2 separate regions of the Zea mays genome follow, and region 1 is linked to region 2. The links are chromatin contacts, called in public Hi-C maps. All regions are on one chromosome and are shown on one strand. Each heading gives the region's core, a stretch centred on a gene start, on an enhancer-like site or on the middle of the called end of the contact. The rest is flanking DNA. Distances are from core to core; before and after follow the strand shown. Region 1 holds the start of LOC100382839. Region 2 holds the start of LOC100193537 (nramp aluminum transporter1).

Region 1 (7,258 bases), core at 2,672-5,171, 240 kb after region 2:
ACAATAATATATATATAATCTTCCTATAAAACATAATCAACTAATTGAACGAATTCCACATCTGCGTGAAGCCACTCTCAGCTAAGTACTCAAACCCATCCTGAGAAAAATTGCTTGGAGGCGCCTCCCTCTTGACGCTGCCTTCGAACCTGCTAAACTGGCTCATGAGAACATCCTTGATTATTGACTTCCCCATCTGCTGCTCCGGATCAGCCATGGCGGCAGACGGCGGCAGCCGGGCGGCGTTCATCGACGACGATGGCTGCTGAGAGGGGTTACTGGAGAAGCAGGGCACTTGCTCATAACCCTCTAGGTTCTGCACTGATGATGAGCCAGGCTGGTCAAAGGAGATATTGAAGTTGTTGTCAATAAGGGGAGGCAATGAAGTTGTGGCTGCATCAATATTGAAGCTGCTGCTCTCTGTGGGCGGCTTTGCAACTGTTGCCCTACTCTTGTAGAAAACTCTACACAAGACCCAGTCCTCCTGTGCAGCACATATATAAAAAGATCAGATGAGGATTAGGCCAATCGATAGTAAGTAAATGAGTACATGTATTATATACGTCGTTGTGAAGAAGTCGTGGGAAGTATTTCTTTATTTTTAAGGAAGATATGCATGTGTGTGTGAATGTGTTATTATAAACTGAATGTAAATTGATAGGAGATATGAATTTCTAGAGAAAACCTGCTGCGAATGACAGTGACAAGTCACTGATAGCAAAGAAAGTCTGAAGTACAAAAAAAGGTAAAGCTCTTAATTTGCATTAATACAATATTATGACCATCAGTTGTTTTTAACAGTAAACCATGTAGCGATTGATGTGTGATGTCTTAATCTAAAACCATGTACACTATTACTTTAATTAATTTATTATTTTTCTGCAAATGACACGTAAACTCATGGTAACACTAAAAACTTGGTAATTTTCCAACTTGACCGTAAATTTGGCGTTTGTGCCTCTCTCTCTCTCTTTCATTTTAATATATAGGCGAGAGGACACATGTGTGATGTGTGTATAATATGACCTGGCATTTCATTGTCCAGCACATGTTATTACACAAATGTGAATGAAGAAAGACTCGGCATATATAACTATAGTACTATAGTTTCGATCTCATGTGTCATGAACAAATTAAGTTTGTAATGTTCACACAGATGAATTGTCCTAGCTCCACGAAGTCTTTGATATGTACCTCTCATATGATCGCCATTATTTCACAACCATATATAATTTGGCTTAATTTATCCATAGGAAAACCGTTGGGGCCAACTCCATTGTTTCACTACTATACCCCCAAATAAATATTTTTCGTACTTGTTTTGCGTTACGTATTGCATGCCCATTAGCTACACACACACACACATGATTTATGATTGTATCTATCATATATTATTGGAAAACTGTGAATAAAATGAATCAACACAAACAACTGAAAAAAGAAGGATGCACAATGATGAAATCAAGTCGTCGTAATTAATTATTACCTTGAAAGGTAATTTCATGGGATCATCTCGCCCTTCCATGCGAAACTCATGCATAACCCACTCGGTCTTCTTTCCCTTTGGGGCTCTACCTTGATAAAACACAAGGGTTTTGCGCATACCAACAAGTAACCCTTTCCGGCTTATTGGACGGTCTTTCCCTGTGGCCTTCCAGTATCCCGAATCAGTTGCTCTGTTTGTACGCTGGCCAGTGGCATACTTTCTATCTCTAAGGCTGTAGAAATACCACTCTTTTCCACCAATGCACGCGATGTCTGAATTTGAGGAAAATAATAACCTGTTACTTATTAAACTAACAGACAAGAAGGTTAATAATAATTACTTATATTAGATGTAAACAGGCGGAATACGTACAATCAACAATAAACACAATCATTAATCTGCTTATAGATAAAAGAAATTTGTAAACCCAGCTGAGCCAACACGTATTCATTAATTTAGTGTAATGGGGAGAGGGAATCAAGGCAGAATTAAGAAAAAAAATATATGTTATTCATGAATTGAATAAATATCTTATTTTATTTTGACAAGAATTTGTGGCGCAGTATTCTACTAATAGCAAAGTGAGAGGCCTTCTTTTGGTGTTTGTCCCCATCCATTTGGCTGTTAATTCCCTTCAAGGATGAGGCAAAGTGAGAGAATATTTGATAGCATGGCAGCAACAGGGACAGATGAGGGATAGAATGCCAAGATGGGGCCAAACAAAGTCTTGGCAGTGCGAATACCCTTCTGTTATATGAGGAAAGGAAGGCGACAAGGGAGGCAGCAGGCAGCAGACAAGACGTGTGAAATTATAGTTCTCGGTAGATTTTCTGGATGCAGCGAGCATATATATAGGTTAAACAGCTAGCTTAGTGTACTGATCCAGCTGAACTTTTCTTTTTAAAAAAACAAAATACGTACGTGCAAGGATTTGCTTGCAGACTGTCTCGCCTCAGCTATTGTTGCACATATAAATATATATATAGTACATATGTATGTAGCTTAGGTCTGACTCTGATTTTGTTTACGCTTTAGATCATCAAAGACTTCTCAAAAGAAGGAATAAGCTATCCCATAAATACAGCAGCTGCTTATTAAATGCTCCGGAAAAAAGAAAACCGATATGGCATGGGCACACTCCGAAAAGAGGGCGAAAAAGAAAGGGATAAGCGCGACGATTGAATTGAAGGAAAGAAAAGAAAGGGATTCTTGGCAAGTTGATCGGTGAAAGTTGCAGGAGAGGATGTCATGGTCTCTTCGTTCACTTATGGCTCGGAGTGGGACACACAGTTTCAACTAGCATGCACAGTACACTCGTGGTTATTCATGCATCTTGGATTTCGATGCGCCCATGCAATTAATCGAATCAAAAGTACATGGCTGTATGCATGCATGTGTGTAGGAGTATGCTTTTGTGCCATTTGGAGGAGGAACACGCAGGGATGTAGGGAAAAGGAACAAAGAGAATTTTCTTGGAATACATGGCTACTAGTAGAGTAGTAGTAGTCTGGCTAATAATGGAGAGAAGAAGGCATATGGCAGCTGTTTTTTTTTTTTTGAGATCTTATTGGCTAGTACAAGTATAGATGTATATTAGTATATGTATTATTCTTGTAGATCGGTGAGCCAACGACAGCAGGACATGGGCGTGCCATGATTGGCATCCTTATTGCAAACAGACGTGATCACGCCAAGCGTATCCTGGATGATACATGCAAGCCGCCGTGTAGTAGACTTGCTTGTGTATCAGTATGTCGGAACGGATAATCACAGATCGTACAGCTACTTTCTCATTAAAAAAAAATCTTTGATTGGCATAACATAAAGGATTATTTGAGGGACCAATTCAATCATTAGTCATCAGGAACACATAACATAATAACAGATCAGAACCCAAAGAGAATAATTAATAGCGCTCTCACACAGCAGGGGGGATTAATTCAAAAACCCAAGAGGAAGGGAAGGGAAGGGAAGGAAGGAAGAAGAATTCGCTGCGCAATTAAGGACTTGGCAAGGGGAAAAGCTCGATCATATCAATCTTGGCCAGAAATCAAGGACAGGAACAAGCAAGTTATATTAGCATGTGTAGGCGCCGTCGTCTTACATACCGGGAAGGTCCCAGGGCTCGCACTTGTTGAGATCGACGTCGACCATGGTGGGGCAGCCGTAGATGCTCACCACCACAGGGCCTCCGCCGCCGCCGAGCTTCTTGGCCAGGTAGTCCAGCACGAGCTCGTCGTCGCGCGGGTGGAACCTGAACCCCGGAGGCAGGCTGGCCTCCACCATGCTCAGCGACTTGATGGCCATCATCGGCGTCGTCGCGGAGCTATATATATATATACAGCTCTCAAGAACGACCTCGCTCACCGGCGCGCGGCAGCTACGTACAGGTGTGGAGCTGCTTCTACTCCTCCTCCTCCTTCTCCTACCCCTGTATCATAGAAGAGAAATTAAGAAGAAGCTGGAGAGCGGCGAGAGGCGGGCGTTATATAACAGGAGGAGCCCGCGCTGCCGCTGCTGTACGTGGTCAACTTCTGCGGATGCCCTTCTAGTTCTAGAGCGCGTGAGAGAGAGGGCCAGATCGGGGGCTAGCTAGGAGAGAGAGAAAGAGAGAGACTTTTCTTGGGTAGTGTGCCGAAGCCAGGTGGCAGGCTTTGTTAGGCGCGCGGTGAGCTCAGACGGCGATATGTGCATGGTGTCATCATGCTCACTCAGTCATTCCCGCGCTGCTGATGCACGAGCGCGCGTACATACATACATACATACAATACATGCTATGCATTACGTGCAGAGCGGCGGCATGGCCATGCCTCCGACCCCCACCTAATTAATCACCTAACCGCAGATGAAGGCCGACCGATTAGTATCTCCGTCGATCTTCGCTTCGCCGGCCTAATCGATCCGAGAGACGAATTCACTACTCATTGTTCATCTCCGCCACACGGCACACACATGCATGTGTGTACAATTCAGCATGTGGCTGTTGTGCACTCACAAAGTCCGATCCATCCATCCAGGGAATAATGGACGCGTCCACTCACCACTGCACGTATTTATGTCTGTATACGCAGCAAAAAGAACTACTACTATCTCTACTATACCATAAGGGTACAACGAGGGCGTCCACACACCGTGGCGCCCCCGCCTCCACCCGCGCGTCCGCGCCCCTGCCTCCCCTCACTGTGCGTCCGCATTCGCTGATTCCGCCGCCTCCTCCTCCTCCCCTGTGCCCGAGATCTCGCATCCGCTCCAACTATGGAAGGCCACCACGCGCCATGCCCAGCCATCCTCGGATTCCGCTACCCCATCCTCGGATTCCAGGCGTCGTCCACCCCGCGTGCCCCCGCGCGACGACCCCGTTCCTCGCGGCTTCAGCGCCGCGACCGCCGTGCCATCCCCACCCAGCAGCCATCTGCAACCCCAGTCCCATGACTGCCCCCGCCTGAAGACCCAATTCCCCGCGACTTCGGTGACGCGACCATCACGCCATCCCCACCCATCCGCAACCCCGCTCCCTCGCCGCGCCATCCCCACCCATTCCCTGCCGCCCCTCACGTGATCACCCATTCGCGACGGCAAGGTGCACAGCTCCTACGGGCTCCGCCATCAACACCATGGATACACTCCAAGAGGCCCCTTCAGGTGAGCTTCAGTTTCTCCACGGGCAACGGATCTTGATCGGCCTTAGCAGCTTAGGCTAACTACAGCGGGCCCCTCTCCTTCCCCCTCAGCTCCATTAGAGGCTACAGCTGCCCTCTACACTATACAATTGCCTTCCATGCCTTTTGTTCATGTGATTAGGTTGCATATCCTAGCAGGCTAGCACGCCAATGTGCTACAAACGCTTTCGCCCAATGTTAGGATGCGTGTTTGAGTTTTTCAGAGAGATCCATGTTGACCGTATAAACTCCTTGAGCTGACATACTTATTTTGGATTATAAATGCTATTCAACTTTAGTTGAAATGTGAATTGTTTGAATGTAGCAGACCTGTTAATTTTGAAAGCCATTATATTGCTAAAATTGTAGGCAACAGACGCCGCCCTAGGTCAGGTGCCCAGGTATCCGTCGGACCCTGCCCCGTCGACAGCAAGCACCAGGTATGTCGGCTCCTTCTCTTCCCTGCGGAACCAAGAACCCTAACTTGCTATTTAGCTATTTGTATATGTGTACCTGATCGAGTTACAAGTGCATACGCTCTATTATGCCTAACTTCATTTTGTTTGGCAATAGGTATCGACTGAATCCATATGAAGGAATTGACAGTACAATAATTATTTTGTTTTCTCTGCAGACTAATTGACCGGGAATCGCTTGGTTTAGCAGAACACAACGACTCATAGAAAATGTGGGTTTGATGGTGTCGTGGTACTTGAACTGGACATCGATGATAAGATGCGCCAGCATTTTTGGTAGGCCGTACTACAGCAGTGGATTACACAACGTGATCAAATAAAAAAAAGGAGTTACTTCCTGAAACAAAATACCCTGCACCAGCACTACTGTCCAGTGACTTTGATGATGGAGGTACTATGTGCCATTCTCAATTAACTGAGAAATATTCGAGAACTAATGAGTTTGAATAGCGGTTTAGTTCAAAACTGAAATATTCGAGAACAGATGTAGTATGTGTTTCTGCAAGTTATGGAATTCTTTTTCTATAAACCATGCAATTAACTGCAATTGGTACTTAGATAGCTGAACATTAGGTTTTGTAATTTTGCCATTCTCAATTATATGCTGCCAATTTCTACATTTGTGTTTTTGCAGTCTGTATGAAACTTCTTTGCTTTATATGTGTTACAAAAATGGATCTTGTGATACCTCAGTTACCTGCTACTTTGATGAAACCTCGTGTATGTGTATTTTTTACAAGAAAATATTTTAGTGTTCTTCTCTCATCTTGACTTCGTATCAGCAGAGGAAAACATACATTGTGGAAATAAACTAATTATGGTCTCCGATTTAAGATGTGAGTCTATTATCTTTGTTTTTTTACCATGGTATCCGATCTAAGAATGTAACTCACTCTTTGTTTTCATAGATGACAGTCATACATTATGGAAATAAATTAATTATGGTCTCCGTTGGAAAAATGTGACTTTATTATCTTTGTCATTTTACAGATGACTGTATGGCAACAAAAGATGTACACTAAACTGGCTGGACTGCAGTATAAAATTGTGTACAAGAAGGGAATTGAGAATGGGGCTGCAGATGCTCTCTCTAGGCAGCCAAGGGACACGGTTCAGTGTACTGCTATATCTCAGATTACCCCAGAATGGTTGCAGGAAGTGGTGGCTGCTTATGCTAATGATCCATATAGCCAGGAGTTACTCACTAAGTTGAGTCTGCAAAAGGAGGTTTTGGGTCCTTTCTCGATGCATCAAGGAGTGATTCGCCACAAGGGCCTGGTATGCTTGGCTGGGAATCTCTCTATGCAACAGCGAGTGCTGAAGGCTTTACATGACTCGGCTGTGGGAGGTCATTCTGGTGTTCCTGCTACTTATCAGAAACTGAAACGTTTGTTCTATTGGCCCGGTATGAAGTATTACTGCAGCCTCTCGAGGTTCCACCTCAAGCTTGGCATACCATTTCATTAGATTTTATTGAAGGGTTACCCCAGTCAATGCGCTTTAACTGCATTTTAGTGGTTGTTGACAAGTTTTCAAAGTATGGTCATTTCTTGCCTCTGTCACATCCATTCACAGTAGTTAAAGTAGCTAAGCTCTTTTTGGACTCGATTTACAAGCTTCATGGGTTACCTGTCAAT
Region 2 (6,813 bases), core at 3,677-6,176:
CCGATGCTAAGATAAGCAACATGCCCGAAGAGATCCATATGGAGGAGTTCTAGTGGTCTTGACGTTGTCATCACATTTTTTCCTGGATGAGTAGTTCCCACATGTTTTCCTGCCTGGCAAGATGCACAAGGTCTATCTTTCTCAAAATAGACATCGATTAGTCCTAACACATGTTCTCCCTTTAGAAGCTTATGAAGATTCTTCATTCCAACATTTGCTAGACGGCGGTGCCAGAGCCAGCCCATATTAGTCTTAGCGATTAATCATGCATCTAGATCGGCATTCTCTTTAGTGAAATCAACTAAATAAAGCTTGTCATCTAATACACCTTTAAAAGCTAATGGACCATCACTTCTCTAAAGACATATACATCAATATTTGTAAATAAATAATTATATCCCATATGCCATAATTGATTTACAGACAATAAATTGTAACCAAGCGATTCTACTAAGAACACATTAGAAATTGAATGCTCGGTAGTGATGGCTATTTTACCCAACCCATTGACCTTGCATTGATTCTCATCACCAAATATGACTGTGTCGTGGGAATCCTTATTCTTGACGTAGGAGGTGAACATCTTCTTCTCCCCCGTCATGTGGTTTGTGCATCCACTGTCAATAATCTAGCTTATGCCCCTAGTTGCATAAACCTGCAAGGTAATTTAATCTTGGGTTTTAGGTACCCAACTCTTGTTGGGTACTACAAGGTTAGACACATAAGACTTTGGAACCCAGATGCAAGTTTTGTCTCTCTTGCACTTAGGCCCCAAATTTCTAGCAACTACTTTATCAGTTTTACACATAAGCACAAATGAAGCATCATAAGTGTGGTAAATCATAGTTGGACCACTAGATGTGCTTCTAGGCACATGAGAAACAACATGGTGCCTAGATCTACTCCAACCATGAACATATGAAGAGCTAACGATGCAAACATGGCATGAGAATCAAAAACAACATCATGACGTACATGTAAAACAACATGATTATAACAACTATCATGATGAGCAATGTTAGAGGCATTCTTAACATGGGCATACAAATAATCATGATTCTTTTTATCATGAGAAGAATAAGAGCTACTAGCCATAGGAGCCTTCCCTTTCTCCTTGATGAGATTGGAAGTCCTTTGGCTTGTTAAGTTCTTGATTCCCTTTTGAAAACCAAGTCCATCTTTAATGGAGGGATGTCTACCAATGGTGTAGACATCCCTAGCAAATTTTATTTTATCATTTTCATTCTTGCAAGTCTTAAGTTGAGCATTAAGATTTGCAACATCATTATTCAACTTAAGAATAGTGGAAGCATGAGTATTGCAAGCATCAATATCAAAATCTTTACACCTGTTACAAATAGACACATGCTCCACAAATGAATTAGTAATATTCACTTTTTCTAGCCTAGCATTTAAATCAACATTTAAACTTTAAAGACTAGAGAGAGAATCATTACAAGAAGATAATTCAGAAGAAAGAAGTTCATTTCTCTTAACTTTTAAAGCAAGAGATTTTTCAGCATTAACAAGTTTATCATGTTCTTCATAAAGAATATCTTCTTGTTTTTCTAACAACCTATCTTTCTCATTAAGGGCATCAATTAATTTATTGATTTTATCTACTTTAGATCTATCTAAACCCTTAAAGAGATCACTATAGTCTACATCATCATCAGATTCCTCATCACTAGAAGAAGTGTACTTGGGGGTATCTCGTGTACGTACCTTCTTCTCCTTAGCCATGAGGCATGTGTGATGTTCATTGGGGAAGAGGGAGGTTTTGTCAAAGGCAGAGGCAGCCAGTCCTTCATCATCAGAGTCGGATGAAGAACAGTAGGAGTCCCATTCCTTGCTAATGTGCGCCTCGCCCTTCGCCTTCCTGTAGTTTTTCTCTCTCCTTCCCTTTCTTTTCTTGTGCCTGATCATTATCATTATCAGGACATTGTGCTATAAAATGACCAAACTTACCGCATTTGAAGCAGGAGCGTTTTCCCAATAATAGTCTAGCAAGCTCACGAGCTCCGAAGTAGCTGATGCATCCATAAGGGAGTCAATTCTTAGCAAGGTTAATACATCCTTCAGACAAGCTTTGTTGAGATATGTGAAATGAATGCACATCCTCCATTTCCATTTGATGTCTTTACCATGACCATGTTGGCAAGCCATTCTAGGTAGGTAACTTCTCTTACTACTCCAACACTAAGGAGTCTTTTTTACATTAGCCATCGCACCTTTGGCTTATCATCGGACATCTTTTAAAGCCTTTGCTTTCTTGGTTTAATGTTTAGATCTATGTTGAGTGCATGCTCTATGATGCTTTTATCAACTCCAGATAGGTCATTAGCTAACCAAACAAAGACATCTTTGTTGTGAAACAAGAATCTTTTGAGGGTTGCTCCATGTTTCGAAGCTAGTTGAGGACATAATAAAACCCTTTGACCATCGACATCTTTGTAGAGGAGGACTGGCTTCGACTGATATATTGAAGTTGCTTTTTCTTTGACTTGTTTGTCTTGCACTTGAGCTTGAGTTTTAGCTTCGTCGATATTATGGATAGCCTTGGACTCTTGCTAGGTTCCTTCAACCCTTCTTGCGGCTTCTTGACTTCCATGGACTGATATAATGCCTTGATTGCTTAGTATTTTCATGCAGATAAAGTGTAGTGTAAAACTGCTTTGAAGGCATTGAGTAACCCTCTTCCAATGATTTTATTATATGGAAACTCCTTGTTGATGATGTCAAACACAACTTCCTTTGTTCTGGTGTTTTTGATGTAGCCGAAGGTAACAAGCATGGTCAACTTCCTGTTAGGAGCCTACATTGCCGAAGGTCCTCTTATCAACTGTATTGCATAGTTGTGCTTTAAGAGTACAATAAAGGTCATGTCGAAGATCACATGTTCACGAAGAAACAATTATCTGTCTAGCATATAGCTTCGACGTGAATAAGTGTGTTTCAGGAATGTTTTCACTTGCATACGAAGCTAACCTTTGGCTCAAGCAGTAAACAAGTACGCTTCATCTATATGCAAGTAGCAGAGACGACTGTCGAAGGCAATGACTTCGGGCACGAGCCAAAAAGAAGGTTACTGAACAACGAAGGCTGAGACCCGCAAAGCCGAAGGCGGAGAAAATACGATATTGTCCTTATATCACTTGTAAACAGTATATGTAAAACCTTGTTGGACATAATTGTAAATCTGTATAAAGACGAAGTGTTAATTATAGGATGAAGGTCTTCATTTTTAACTGGTGTTGACTTGATTGATAATTGTTACTTCTATGTACCAATATATTTTGATGCTCCTATGTGTTTGAAGGAGCAATTTATATGTTAAACGCATCGCGCAAGACGCTAACAACTTACTAGTAGCAGAATAGAATCGAGGATATACAAAATTCTGTTTTTAGCATCTCGTTTCATGAAATTTATCAATCTGGTAACTTTTTTGTGGATTTGAATTCCACATAACGAGAGCCTTTGCATAGAATTTCATAAAATTAAGGAGATGTTTGAATGCAATAAAGCTAATAATTAGTGATTAAAATTAGGTAGAGACATCTAAACACTTTAGCTAATATTTTAGCTATTAACTATTTTTAGTAAATTAGCTACTAGTTAGCTAACTATTTGTTAGCTTGCTAATTCTACTAACAACTTTTTAGCTAACTAACTATTATCTCTAGTGTATAGAAACACCTTCTTTATATATTACAGCGTCGGTGGATGAATCACGAGCTGGTGGCCGTGGCGGTGCCGTGTGCCACGTGCCCGGGTATGCTGGCAGAGAAACACGGTGGACTCGGTCACCGAGGTGGGCAGTCAGCATTGGACTCATCTGTCATCTCCGGGCAAAACGTGCTCCATCAACCATCGCAGGCTCGCAGCCTAGGAAAAATTAACTTTTTTGCTATATAAATAAAACTTCGTTAGTGAGTGAGTTGTATGATTAACTATACGTTTGGTTGAGGAGGCAGTTCCATTTCGGTTTCTAGGAATTAAGACATTTTATTCTGTGTTTGACGAGCAGAACAAAACCGCTTCATTTTTGTTTGGTTGAAAAGTAGAATAGAGTGAAGCCGTTTCGTTCGTTGTTTGATTGGAGAGCCATATAAATGTAGAGTGGAGGAGAGGGAGAAGAGCGCTCGCGTCCGTGAGAGAGCTCGCATCCGATTGTTTTGGTGGAGCGAGAGCATCCCAAATATTTGCCATATATAGATTTCAGGAGCCGCTCCGCTCTCCTCCATTGGAAACCAAACATCAAAAAAATAAGAATGGAGCCGTTCCATTTCTCTCCGCTCCTCAACCAAACACATCAGCAGTGTTCGGTTAATTCCGTTATCCATGAATTGGATGAGATTAAAAAAATTAAGAAGAAATTTAACTTTTTTGGATTTAAATTCACCCAATCCCACATAATTCGCATGGATTGAGAACTAACCGAACAGACCTAACGGGACGTTTGGATCCCTTCATTTAGAGGAATTGGAATTCACTCAATAAAGTAACTTATTTAGTTTGGAATTTGACATTCCACCACTTTCTAAAGTTAATATATAAGCCTATCTCAAATTAATGGGATGGAGGGTGAGAAATGATTTTATGCATGACTAGAATTGGTTTCTAATCTATAACTTACATGACACTCTTCGTCTCACTCCCTTATAGTAAAAATATAGCACATAAATATTTTCGACATCTTGCTAATAATATTATATAAATATATTTTGTATAAAATCGAATTAGCTTAATTGATATATGACTAAATTACTGTTATTAGAATGTAATTCAATTTCAATAATCCAAACGGGAAGTAAGTGAATTTTGTAAAAATGACAAAAAGGAAGAGTCCCGCAGCGCACAACGGCCGCACAAGCAAAGGCGGGGGAGAGAGCTCCGTGCAGTCACCGTCGTGTTCGGAACGAGCGAGAGAGCGGGAGACGAGTCGCGGCGCCTCTGCTGTGCTGTCTTCTTCTCCCCCTCTGCTCTGCTTCGGCTCCTCACGCGGCCTCGCCGAGACCCGCAGGTACGCCTTCGGCCTTCCCATTGGGACTCCTCCGTGACTCCGTCTCCCTGGGGTCACGGGTCCGCGCCGCCTCAGATCCGGGCAACCCGTTGCGACACCGCCTTGGTGCGGCTGCGGTGGTGGGCAGTTCCGTGGTACTGCGGCAGGCACGCCAAAGACAGTTTCTCTTTTCTTTCTTCCCTGCTGCCCATGGCGGCGGCCGGGCGGAGAAAGATTGAACTCTTGACTCTTCTCACTGCCATAGCAGATGTATGCACGCACGCAAACGTTCCTTTCGGTTGCGTCAGTAGCCTGTAAGCTTGGCTGCTCGGCTCTGTGATCTTCGTTCCTCCTCTTTCGGGCAACCAGGTTCAATCTAATTTCGATTTGGTAGCTAACTTTTTCAGCAAGTGGTTGTTAGGTGTTGTTGCATTTGTGGTGTCCGAGATTGATTGGTAACCACACGCCACTTGCGAGCGACCCTTTTTGACTGTTTTAGTTTCTCCCTTCGCATGCGCCTGTGTCCGTAGGATTCTGTTGCGTCGATTAGCTTAGGTATGGGGAAAAGGTCGAGCCTTGCATTTCAATACTACGTGCTGTCATTTCTATATTCCTGATGCTCCGCTGCTGATCACACGCTCAACTGCCTTTAGCTCTAGACCGCTCAATCTGCTCTGGGGAATATTTCATCATGTGTAAAGTAGGTGCCCGGCGTCGTCCCATTTGCTGGATCAAGTTAGGTTCAAAAAAATTGAAATTACTACTTTTCCGGTTTCCAAACACATACAGTGATCTCCACTTTGTCTTCGATGCACTGTGCTCTGGTCGCTCGTTTATCTTATCTTCGCCTGCCTGTGGCCTGTGGTGGTACTGATTCGTGCTATCCTACTGGAGAATTTGTCAAACCCCCGCTAGGCATATTTTTCAAACTCACGGCACAAAGCTAGCGTCACTTGGAAGAGTACCTATATAAATAACACCCCCTTGCTGCCTTGTGCTTGCAGAACAGGGGGTTCAGACTTCTTGGTGAGAGCGATATGAGTGTCCCAGGTCAATGCTCATCCCAGCCACAATTTATCACCAGCGTTGGGAGGAGTAACCGCTCCAATGGCCCCGGCACTCCTCTTATCGAAAGCATAGATGTTGATCAAATTGTTATTCCAGAGGTATGCTATACTTTTGATAGCCCGTGCTTGATTTTGGAAAAGAACAAGATGTCTCCGTGACAGCTAACATATAAGCTTAATTGTTAGTCTCGCTCTTTCTTTCTCAAGATAATCTTCCTCTGAATATGTTGTCGTGATGTGTGCCATCTGAAGTTTCAAACTTGATGCGCCATAGTGTAGAAAGAATGATGAACTGAACATTAGCTTTTATCGAGAAATAGAAGGAATAGTCAACAAGTGAATAGGAAACAATGATATACTTAGATTGCTCTACTAACTTTTGTATCTCCAGATCTTATGCCTTCATAATGATGAGAAACTAACTATTGCCTGACATATCACTTTGACAGAAAAACAGTTGGAAGAACTTATTCTCATACATAGGGCCTGGATTTCTCGTCTCAATTGCATATATTGATCCTGGAAACTGTAAGATTAACGGATTCACTTTTCTTCGATTCTCATTGAGTATTTCCCTTCCATCTATTGTGTATTCTTCACAAATTTTTTGGTGTGTCTTGCAGTTGAGACGGATCTACAGGCTGGAGCACAGTACAAATATGAGGTGCCTGCTGCTTCAGTCTTATGTTCCCACTTGTGCGTGTGTGTGTTGTGTTTTTTTTTCTTTTTTGTTTCTTCCAT

What was found. A called contact is a pair of places that touch in the nucleus more often than the background predicts.
Region 1: a contact with region 2 is called in a Hi-C map of ear, with 2.4 times the contacts expected there. The contact joins the promoter of LOC100382839 here to the promoter of LOC100193537 in region 2. A contact is called at or near these places in 5 of 25 Hi-C or Micro-C datasets (bundle sheath, ear, leaf and 1 more).

What each region holds. Positions count from the first base shown.
Region 1 is chr5:44,886,953-44,894,210 of Zm-B73-REFERENCE-NAM-5.0, forward strand. It overlaps LOC100382839, which reads right to left and starts at 3,922. Exons shown (of 3, transcript NM_001175536.1): 1 at 3,595-3,922; 2 at 1,487-1,758; 3 at 1-484. The coding sequence starts at 3,796. The coding sequence ends at 41.
Region 2 is chr5:44,644,658-44,651,470 of Zm-B73-REFERENCE-NAM-5.0, forward strand. It overlaps LOC100193537 (nramp aluminum transporter1), which reads left to right and starts at 4,927. Exons shown (of 14, transcript NM_001138648.1): 1 at 4,927-5,026; 2 at 6,010-6,171; 3 at 6,522-6,600; 4 at 6,696-6,736. The coding sequence starts at 6,043.